Linked DNA regions of Zea mays: region 2 is linked to region 1. A link is a contact called in public Hi-C data. All regions are on one chromosome and are shown on one strand. Each heading gives the region's core, a stretch centred on a gene start, on an enhancer-like site or on the middle of the called end of the contact. The rest is flanking DNA. Distances are from core to core; before and after follow the strand shown.

Region 1 (5,810 bases), core at 1,099-3,598:
CATGCCGAACGCCGGGTCAACCAAGTTAGGCAGCGGGCACGGCTCAGCTCGCCGTACACAGCGACGAATCAGGTTCCGCTGGTAGCACCGTCCCGGCGTCCCCCGCCGCCCTGCAGCTGCAGCTGCAGATGCACGCATTTGCATGGTCGGTTTCTAGCATCTGGCGGTGGATGGTACAGTACAGACTGCAGAGAAAAAGAGGGGGCAGGAGAAGATAAACCCACCATCAATCAGACAAGCAACACACAAGCCAGGAGCATGCAGCATTCTTATCCTCTTTATTATTACAGGCAACAAACGCAAACACCAGTACCAACAACACTCCTACCGTTCCCCATCTGTGACAGTATATGTATATATGTACATCCACATCTATATCAAGCGCCGGTAAAAACTAGGAAACACCTATTATACTATGTAATTTAGTAGTGTCTGGCTGCTGATGAGTGGTGACGACTAGGGTAACTGCTACAACTACCTCGTTTCCTTTTACAGGCACCAAAACCCAAACCGTTGTCTCACTACCAGCACAGCTCTGCGACTGCATGTAAACTACAGTAGTAGTAGCACAGTACTATGGAATGGAAGTAACCGTACCGTACGACGTACGTGCCACATTGCACCGGCCTCGTCGTCCAGAAGCGCGGGCGTGCAGTGGGGCCTTGGTTATTGCTTGCTACTACTAGCTCCTTTTTTTTTTCTTGGGTGGCTATGAACTATGTAGACCGGCCGATCCGGCAACACCTATAGTAGATGGTATAGAAGTGCGTATGCTACAGTGGGGTGTACCGCTGCTTTTGGCGAGGGGGCAACCGCGTGGGCCGGCATCGGGTTCGGACCACGCCTTTGACTAGAACTCCTCCACCATGAGGCTGCCGAACGGCGACCGGTGCGGCACGCCCTTGCGCCGCTTCCCGGTTCGGAAGCTGTTGGCCGTCGCCGGCGGGGTCGACGGGGTGAAGCTCTGCACCACGCTGCTCCTGTCGCTGCCGCGGCTGGTGCTGGTGGACGAAGAGTCGTCCTCCGAGTCCAACGCGGCGCCCCTGTGCTGCTGCGCCTGCTGCTTCTTCTTCTTCTGATGCTTCTTGACAACGGCCTGCTTCTTCCGGATGCGCAAGTCACCGGAGGTCCCCACGATCTGCGCGGCGCCGGCGCGGCGCATCCAGGGATAGGGGGTCATTATTATGTTGCTGTTATTTCGAACCACACGTGCGAACCGGGAATGTGGACTGGGTTAGCGGCGGCGGCGTGGGCGTACCTTGCACCCGAGGGAGCAGAAGCGGAAGGTGTCGAGGAGGCTGCGCTGGCAGACCTCGCAGGTGTTGGTGACGCCCTTGCCTGGCCTCTGCTGCGGGCGCTCGTTCAGGAACACCACGCGCGCGCTGTTGATGATGTACGTCTGCACGCCGGAGATGTCCAGCACCTTCTGGATCTCCGACACCCGGATCACGTCGTGGTAGGACGACCTCCGTATCTGGCACCAGACCACGCATCGCCGTCAGAGAGAAGACGCATGCAGATGGAACAGGGCACATTTGCTGCCAGTCCAAGAAAGTCAGCTATCCTGATCTTTGGACTCTTTTTTTCTCTCCCTCCAATACTATCGCGTGTAGAGAGACACTACTGTCCGTTGCAGCTTCGGATGCAACTAAACAGGAAGTCTCCGCGGCGGAGCAGAGGCCGGTAACAAGAAGAGTCTTTGGATGGACGCAGGGGGCGCCAGAGCTGCTGCCGTTTCATTCAAAGAAAGGGCCCGCGGCGCCGCCCGCTCCGTTCCGACGCCAATGAATGGCACCTATTCCCCCCCGGCCGGGGTGTGCAGCGTAGTGAGCTCACCTGGATGGCGTGGTGGTCGCGGTGGTAGGCGAGGCACTGGGAGCAGAGCGCGCCGTTCATGCAGGCGAGGCAGTACATGTTGCACTCGCTCTTGTGCGCGTCCGCGTGCAGCTTGCATTGGCCGAAGAAGCTCGTCCCCAGCAGCGGCTTGAGCCACGGCGGCCACCGCTGGTTCTCCGCCCCGTCGCACTCCCCTCCTCCCTGCCGCATTCGATCCGGCGCCGCGCCGCCATGTTAGCGCCAGCCCAACAGAGAGCAAAGAAACAGGGCACCGAAGGGGGGAAAAAACAAGGCAAGAAGAGAGTACAAAAGAGGGCGTGCTATCCAGGTTAGTTAGGTTACTTACCATGGCGCCGCCGCCTCTGCTGTTGACTCTGATCGGCGATTCGTCGTCGATTGCCATTTCCCCGATACACAACCAAAAACTGCAAGGCCCAGCGCAGGGAGGGAGAGTGTGGACAGGATATGTAGATAGCAGGGGGTAATTTGGAGTAAGGGGAAGGGGAAGACGAGAGGAAAATGCGAAGGCTTTGGAAGGAAGAAGAGCATGTAGGAAAGGAAAGCCGAGGTCTTTGTAGACCGGGGGAGGGGAAAGCAGACAGCAACAGCAGCTGCGAGCCTGCGACAACGTTTTAAATTAACAAATAGAATAATTTAAACTAATACTGCAACCTTCAGCTTTTATGGCATATTATAAAGTTTATAATTCTACGATCCAATGCAAAAAAAAACAAAAACAAAAAACATACCAGTGGTAGGCTAGCGCTAGTGGTGGTAAATTACCAACAGGAAACGATGCTTTGTGTTTGTGTCATGCGCCACAGCGACAGTTGAGGGCCGAGCTCGTCCTTATCCGCTCGGGTCCGCCGCCCGCTTGGCCTCGAGCCACCCCGTTCTGCGTCGTGTCCCCTATGCCTAAACTAATTTTGTTTTCACTCTCACCCATGTCAGCTGTCACGTTTCAGGCTTAGGAGATGTTTAACCTAGTCCATGTCCATCAGATTGCTGTGGCTTCACGGTGAGTCCGAGACCCAGTGGCCGTGGAAGTGAGTGCGCGCCCCAGTAGTCTTGCTGTCGACTGGAGTTTCCTCCGTCCGAGCTCCTGCAGCAAGCAGTCAATCCAGGGCGCGCGGCCATCAGCAGTGACGTCGTCGAGTCTGGTTCCATGTGGTTCCTGAAACCCGGCTGCGAGGACCCGGCCCGGCCCGGCCCGGCAGGCCGGCACACACGTTCTCCTTCTCTGACTTTGTTGGTGCCGGTGGTGTTTGTTAATTGGTCTGAATACCTGGTGCTTTGTGCGGTTTCTTCGTCACTTGCTCCACCAATCCTGCTCTGGGAGGCGCCCCCCGTTCATCAGGGCCGGCTAGTGCAGATGTGCCGCCGAAGCACCCAGCCACGATTTTCCCCCGCTGGGAAAAAAAGTTACCACTAGCCACGGCATTTCCAGTCACGCCACCAACAAAGCAGATCACCACGGCCCCACCAGGGAGACTCGCCTGGCCAGGAGACCAGACATGACTTATTTGATTAGGGACGGATAGATGTAAATTGGAGGAGATTAAATTTTCTGCTATACAAATTTGAATATGAAGAATTTAATCCCTTTCAATTCACCTAAACCGAACAACCCCGCGAGGGGAGAGGGCATCACAACCGATGGATGGGGCGCGAGGGGATCAGATGCTCGCTTTTACATTCTTTATCACAGATGTGTGCGTGTTGTCTCGGATGGAATGGAGCTCACTGTTTGGGGAACTTGTTCGGTTGGTGTGGAGATGCTTTTTTTTTTGTGTGTGTGTGTGCAAGGTCAGAAAAAAAGATCGGATCCTTGTTTTTTTAAAAAGAAACACAAAGTAGGTTACCTCCTCTCTTTTTTTTTCCCGATCCAACGTACGGGTTCCGGTAGTGTTTGGTCAACCACCCTTTGCAACGCCCTTGGACTTGGACGAGTTTGGCCGCTGGCAAGCAAACGCTATGCCCCGCCTCATCTCACGGTCACGGGTTGCTTTGCTTCCTCAGTTATTTATTTTTAGCAGTTGGCTGTCACATTGCTCGTCGTCAGGTTTCCTGGCCGGACGGACATCGTCATTTCCATGGCGCCAAATATACAATTTGGCATTTGGGGGTGGTGTTGAATTATGTGCCTCGTTGATAAGGATCGGCGGTCACAGCAAAGCCCCTTGCCATTGCCATTGCCAAGCAGTAATTTATTGTTCGCGCTGCAGTTATATGCATCGCATCACCGGCGCCTGGAACCGGTCCCGACCCCGATAATACGCTTGGCTGATAGCGATACGCTAACCAATTAACGATTATTCGGCCGGAGGAATGATGAGGCGACAGGAAATTATTTTTACTTATTCGTTACATCGCCTCCTCTCTTTCTTCTTTTTTAATTAGAGGGCCCTTCTCAATTTCGATTGAGCAATCCACGCAGAGTCTACCGTGTCGTTGCTGCTGGTTTCATGGCGGCGGTGGCTTCCGGGTAGTAGTTGGGCAACGACGTCAGTATGCGGCCGAGCAAATCAGTTACTACTCCAGCGCTGAGCTGCAACGAAACCATTCTATCGGTATCGGGCGCCTGCCTGGCCTTCCTTTCCCGTTCCTTCCTCCAGGAGTGGGCTCTCGCCGGCGGCCAGCTCCGGAGGTAGCCGTAGCCGTAGCCGTCGTGGTTGAGTAAAAGCGTGAGAAGCCTGAGCAGTGAGCACCCGAGGCCACCGCCGGTACGGTTCGCTCGCTCTCGCGGTGGCTGTGGCTGCCTCCTGAGACCGACCGCACCCACCCAGCAGCGAGCGACAGATAATAAGCAGCGATGGCTCTGGCGAGCGAGGCCGTGACGCCATTGATGGCGCCATTGCCTGCCGCAGGAACGGCTGTCCTGGCGCCGCGCGCACGGTGCGGTGGCGGGCCTTGCGTGGCCCGGGGATCAGTTAACCGCGTCCGTGTCTCGCCCGCGGCCGGCGGCTGGGGTGGTTTCTTTGCCTTCTCGGCATGGCAAACAGAGACGCACCTCCAGAGCTGGCTGGCTGGCTTGCACGCCGTCGGGGCTCGTTCGTTGCTTCGTTCCGGTGGGTGCTTGGCGTCCAATAGATGAAGAGACGACTTGCCGAGTCTCGAATCTGTCCTGATGATGGTTAAAGTCTGCTGACGTATGGCGACGTGCACGCTCCCGATCGGCACTCCGCTCCACATGTGCGTGTATACATGTACCCCATCCTGTACATGTGCGCAGTTGTAGCTGATTGGAATTGTCTCTGTCGATTTTGACCTAGAGTACGCATGCTAATGCAGCGCTGCGCGACTGTTTCGGTCAGGGCTGAGAGATTTGACATTATGAAACACGACGGATGCGGCTTTGACGAAATAGAGACTCAGGCGAGGGTTTCTCCGTTATAGAAAACCTGGGCATAGCCAACACTCTAAAATGGTAACGACGATCTCAAACTCACGCCGTCATATTTCCGTTACCATATACGTGAGGTTGTTGCTCGCTCTTGCTGCCGTCCACGCCCAACCGAGTCTCCGCCCAACCAAACCCTAGCCGCCGATGAACAGGCCAGCAGCAAGAGGAGGCCCGCCACCAGCGTGCTCACCTCCCTGGACGTCAACGACGCCCTGCGCCCGGAGCTCCCCCTCTTCCAGCTGAGCTGGCCTCGCCAGCGGGCGGAACGGGACGATGAAGAGGAAGAGGTGACCGGTGGGGGCGGAGGAGGAGGAGGAGGAGCGGGGTCGTCGTTGTCATCCGTGGTCAACGGCCACGGGTAGAGCCCGCACCAGCAGCGGCGACTGTGGGTCATGGACCGGTCGCGCGCGTGGTGGGAGCAGTGCAGCAGCGCCGACTACCCGAAGGCGAACTTCCGGTCCGCCTTTCGGATGGGGCGCGCCACCTTCGCGATGCTGTGCGACGCGCTGGGCGCGACCGTGGCCAAGGAGGACACCGCGCTCCACGCCGCCATCCCCGTCCGGCAGCGCGT
Region 2 (5,810 bases), core at 1,972-4,471, 210 kb after region 1:
GCCGGGCTAGTGCCGGCACGTGGGCTGCCACGTGAGCCCAAGCACGGCACGGTTGCCGTGCCGGGCTGGTCTGCGCCCGTTTCGTACCGTGCCGTGCCGTGCCCGTGACGGGCCAAAATCGTGTCGTGCCACGGGTAGCCCAATCAGCCCGGTCCGAATGGACATGTATACCTACAGGCCAGCAAACAATTAACAATATCATCTGACTCTTTCGCGTGCGCGCAGAAAGGGGCGTAGCGGCTCAACCACCGGTCTACCACCAACTTGACAAGTACAGCAAATCAAGCTAATTGGGACATAATATACGCTTACAATGTCACGAAGCAAACATGCATCCCATCCGAATTTTGGGATTTAGCACGGCAACATTCTTCACATGATGCGCCAGCTTGGTCAGTGGTTAGATAGGGAGGCAGTGAAGACGCCAAAATGGCATGACTGAACCATGGCCCATGTATTATACCAATTAAATAAACATTTTAAGTGCTCCTACAAGCCAAGCTCACGCAAACAAGATAAGAAACTGGACACATGCAAGCAATGAGATGTCAGAAACCATCCAACATTATGGGACGAAACAACAAAACACAGGAAATAAAGGCTTAAATGGTCTAGAAAAAAAAAAAAGATCAAACTTATCCTTTTCATGCTTTGTTTAGATATTCTAGTATTCATCCCAATCCATATTTATTGAGGTGGATTAGGATGTAAATTAAACTAATTTACACTCCAATCTACATCAATACATATAGATTAAGGTGAATATTAGAGTATCCAAACAAGTTTTGTTTAGATATTCTAGTATTCACCCCAATCCACTTCAGGGCTTGTTCGTTTTGGTGATAATCCACATGTATTGGGTGGGATTGAGCCGGTTTAAATCCATAACAAGTCAAAATCCATCTCAATCCCACCCAATACACTCCAATACACATGTAATATCAATAATCGAACAAGACCTCAGGTGTAAATTAAACTAATTTACACTCCAATCCACACCAATACATATGGATAGTATCAAATAAGGCCTCAGGACAACCATTTCCAAACCCCAGATGTGCAACCATTTCCAAACTCCAGATGTGTCTGAATCCTTCCATTGTTTGCTTATGCTATATAGCAAACCACAAATAGTCACTCTACTTCACTTCGAATCAAAATGGTTGCGGCATAGTAGTACATTGTACCTGGTATACATTGCATTGAAACAGGATCAAGATGACATGTGTAATTGGCTAACTGCCTAATCAGACATAACAAAAAAAAACTGAGAAACAGCTAGACACTACTACATATCACAGAAAATCAATAATTATATCACAACATCCGCCACATTCCATGTCGAATATGAACCGTCGTCATCAAGAGTTCTCGCAGATCGCAGTAATCCTCAAACGGGATGGTGGTTCTGGCTCAGAGTTCCTTTTCCAGAATGCCCGCCGCCACCACACCTCAAACCCTCTCTGAATGTTTGGGCAATCCTCCCCAGAGTTGAGGAACCGATTAAACCATGCCAGAAGGATCTCCTGCTGAGTTGCAAGAGGCAGCGTCAGGATTGTGTTTGCCAGTCCATCCTCGATCAAATGCCGGTCAAGCCCCTTGCATGCTCGCCGCATCCATCCGAAGTCCTCGTAAAAGGGCTCTAGCCAGGTGCTCAAGAGCTGGCAACGGGCCTCCTTGGACACCAAGATCTGACCCTTGCCAACCCCAACAAAGAGTCTTGCCGTCACTCGGCTCACTTCGTAGCGGTGTATCGCTGGCACTTTACGATGCATCGCCGCTAACTCAGTCTGCGTTGCCCATGTCCTCAAGAAATCCTCCGCGATCTGGCGCTCAACAAGGATGTCAAGCATCCAATGCAGGTTGTCAGCCTGCCTTGCGATCCGCGCCACCTCTGAGTGATCACCCTCTGAAGCCCTCACAAATTGCTCGCACAGCAGGGACAAGCATCCATTGCACGCAGAATAGAGCGATTCCTTGCGAAGGTCGCCACCAATTGCTCCACCACGGGATGTGCTGTTCTCCCTGAGCATTTTGGACACTAGCCCCTTCATCTCCCTCCTTGCCTTTTCGTCCTTCCCTTCCAGAACGACTTGCAGGAGCCTCAGCAATACCTCCTCACCACCACTGGAATTGCCACCGTTGCAGCTGCCTCCTTCATCTGCCTCTTCAACCAATGCCGAAGGGGCCAATTCCAGTGACACCCTTTTAAGCACCTCCCCAGCCCCGGAGTTCTCAAGATGCAGCTGCGTCAACAATGTAGCCACCTTCTCATCATCGTCCTCAGCCCAAGGCGCAGCCTCCAAGTACTCCAAGCAAGACAACACCCCGGCATCGAATACAATGGCTGCGGACACCTGGAGAAGGAACAGATAAATAAATTAGTGTGCAAAAAATGGGAAATCGTTCCGCAGAATCGGCATACATGAGACGGTAGAAGGCCGCGATACCTTCAGGATGCCAAGGACCTTGTTCACATCCTCCCGCATCAGCCTCCGGCGGAGATCCTTGCAGTACATGAGCCGCAGCGTCTCGGCGTACACCTCGACGTCGTCGCAGTCGGAGATCTCGACGATGTGCGGCAGCGTTCGCTGCTGCTTGGACCAGCGGTCGGACAGTTTGGCGGCGAAGAACCTGCTGTGCGCGACGAGTATGTGGCGGTGAACGCAGAGCGTGACGGAGAGGCCGTCCTTGGAGCTGAGGGTGAGGCGGACGTCGGAGGAGTCGGCGTCGTTGAACTGGTTCCCGGGGCTACAGCTGCCGATGAGGTCGGCGATGCGGTCCTGGAGCAGCATCTGCCTGTCCATGGAGCGCGCGGGCGGGAGCTGGTGCGGCTGGGGCGGGGCGGGGATGGAGTGGATGCCGGCGGCGGTGCGGGGGTGGTAGTCCTGCTCGTTGGCCATCATGTCGAAGAGTGTGGGGCTGGAGCGCGTCTTGTCAAGTGGCAGCGGCGGCGGGGACATGGGATTGAGCAACCCCGCGTTGAGCGCGGAGTTGAACTTGGTGTAGCTGGTAGGGTAGGAGGGCGCGTAGGAAGGCTGGGGCGGAGTGGCGTAGGAGGAGGCCACGGTAGAGCTGGTGGGCGGCGGGTCCATGTGATGGGCGGCGGCGCGGGCCGGGGAGGAGGGGTGCGAGGAGGAGGACGAGGACGAGGAGTGTGGGGCGTGGCCGCCGAGACCGTGGGGCGTGCAGCACCAGGATGTGGAGAGGTCGAGGGGGACGAGGTGGGAAGGGGAGAGCTTGGAGAGCGGCCTGGATCTGGATGAAGCGGCCATATTGGACTGTGGGGTGGGACGGGGCGCGTGGGGATTCTCGCCGCGCGGGGGCAGCCGGGCACGGGTAGCGGTTGTCGTCTTTTGAGGCCGGGTCGCGGCGGGGCAGGGGAGTAATGGAGGGGTCACTGTGGGGGACCACCCGCGGCTGGCTGTCCTCGGAATCGGCGGACGGACGGTGGAAGTGTCTGATCAATATCCCCGGCGCTATATAGATGGTAGGCAACTAAGGATTAAAACGGTTTCAAAATTTTGGATCGAATTCATCGATAATTCTATTTTTTGAAAATAGAATTGGTTTTAAAATTTTCTATCCGAATCGGCGTAGTGTTTTATCGATCGTTTCTTTGGGTTACAGGTTTTTGTCGGAAAATACCGTATTTGTGTCTCGAAATTTTTCGAAATTGTGTCTCGGAATTTTTCGAAATTGTGCCTTAGATTTTTCATAATTTTTCAGCATGTGATTTTTCGCATCGCCTGTACGTCTCTAGATAAGGATTACTTATTTTTTTTATTTTTTGGACGTCTTAATTTTTTTTGGGATATATTGGTGTTGGGAGGCAATTGGGATTAACGATTTGGTCTATCGTACGAATCCACCATTTTCTATACACATGTTATGTATTAGTAATATATAATGATAGAGAGCCGGCAGCCTGTCTTTTCCACACACTAGATTTTAGGGTTTTCCTCTGAGGCTGTGAAAAAACTTTGTGAGAAAAAATATTTTATAAGTAAGCATGACATGTCAGCTAGATCGAGTGTATATTGTGAATTATGAACTTTGAGTCTATGAACTTGTGATCTTTATGAACTTGTTATACTGTGAACTTGTTATATTGTGAACTTGTGATCTTTGTAAACTTTTTATATTATAAATTTGTGATCCTTGTGAACTTGTTATATCATGAATTATGAATTTGTGGTCTTTGTGATCTTTTGTCAACTTTATTGTATTGTGAAGTTTGATATGTTTACCGATCGTATTTTAGATTTCGACCGTTACTGGTGTATTTTCCGCACCAAACTTTCGTTTCCGATGTTCCGAAATACCGATATCGTTTCCGTTTCTGGAGTTACCGTTTTCGATTTTGTTTCCGATAAAAAATATGAAAACGGTAATGGTTTTAGTGTTTACCGACCGTTTTCATCCCTAATAGATGGCAATGGTTATCCTGATTAGATAGTTATTAACTCCATTATAGTATTCATATAGCCTAAATATTCTATCTTTTGGTCTGTTATTAGACAAAAACCTTCATCCACTGACTAAACGAGTATTAAACATTCTGCCATCACCCATACTCGTTAATCAATGGGCATAAAATACCTAGTATAAACTTGGACAAAAAAATATAAACTTGATCACTTGGTCTAGCCCAAAACAAATGAAGCCCTAGCTATATAATCTCTATTTACTCTAGAAGTCCACAAACTGTAGTACTCCTGTTCATCGTGATCGCAACCTCGTCCAATCAACTATGTAAATATAGTTTCCGAGCAGATTTTATAATTATTTCTTGTGCAACTATGTAATTAGACATTATTTTTATAAATCTAAGCACAATCCTAACCATGCAGTTTGATTTTTGCAGCCTCGTGTGTCTATAATGTTAGAAATCAAAAGGTGTGTTGCTTAATTATGGCACATGGTTTATTTAAATTTGATGTTTATTAGCTGATTTATTTATAGTTCATTATATTTATTGTTGATGCTTGGTTATACATTATTTTCTATCTAATCATCTTCAGTCCTTGAATGTATAATTTTTACTACCGTTTTATACTTCAGTACCATAATACTTGTCTATAATGTTAGAAATCAATTATATTTTTTATAGTTCATTATACTTCAGTACCATAATACCATAATACTTCAAAATAAAGTTTCATCCAAATACATAATTAAATAAAAATATAGTTCCTAAAAATAAATACAATGAAAAAACTTTAAAAATAAAAATAAAATAAAATGATACACTTCTACTTCTCTTCGCCATCTACTTCTTTCATCTATTCTTTCCCATCTAATTTTACCATTCATATAAACAGTAGATCAATCTAACAACTTATTGAATTGCTCAAACAATTATGTTCAGACATTCTTTGGCTAGTTTTATAAAGCTTGTTTAATATCTTCTCCATGATTGGAGATTCGTTGTTACTTGTTACTGGACTCTTTCCGTTGCATTGAGCTCTTACTCTATCGCAGCCGATAGGGTTGGTGGGCCCACACTATTCGGTGTTATGGAGCTTTAGGTTAGATTTTTATTCGCCTATTCACCCCTCTAGGTGTATTCAGATATGTTTTCCCCACAAAGGGAACTTTCAATTATGGATCGTTATCGCTAGATGTACAACACAGCGAAAGAAGAACACGTCGATGTAGTGGAAGTAGTCGAGCGTCCTCACGTGCCAGCAACAACAGCACACAACACTTTCACTCGACTTCTTCAAGTTTGCTGTTGGCCAACACCGCAGCAACAATAACAACATCTCTATGGTATCCACACATGCAGGGTGAAACATCGTAATGTC

The links. A called contact is a pair of places that touch in the nucleus more often than the background predicts.
Region 2: a contact with region 1 is called in a Hi-C map of endosperm, with 2.5 times the contacts expected there. The contact joins the promoter of LOC100383502 here to the promoter of LOC100277728 in region 1. A contact is called at or near these places in 12 of 25 Hi-C or Micro-C datasets (bundle sheath, ear, endosperm and 4 more) and 1 of 3 datasets of contacts at active chromatin or transcription factors (leaf).

What each region holds. Positions count from the first base shown.
Region 1 is chr10:138,320,981-138,326,790 of Zm-B73-REFERENCE-NAM-5.0, forward strand. LOC100277728 (PLATZ transcription factor) reads right to left here and starts at 2,349. Exons shown (of 4, transcript NM_001151221.2): 1 at 2,183-2,349; 2 at 1,837-2,037; 3 at 1,259-1,474; 4 at 261-1,138. The coding sequence starts at 2,239. The coding sequence ends at 851.
Region 2 is chr10:138,534,104-138,539,913 of Zm-B73-REFERENCE-NAM-5.0, forward strand. It overlaps LOC100383502, which reads right to left and starts at 3,222. Exons shown (of 2, transcript NM_001176150.1): 1 at 2,451-3,222; 2 at 1,176-2,357. The coding sequence starts at 3,095. The coding sequence ends at 1,362.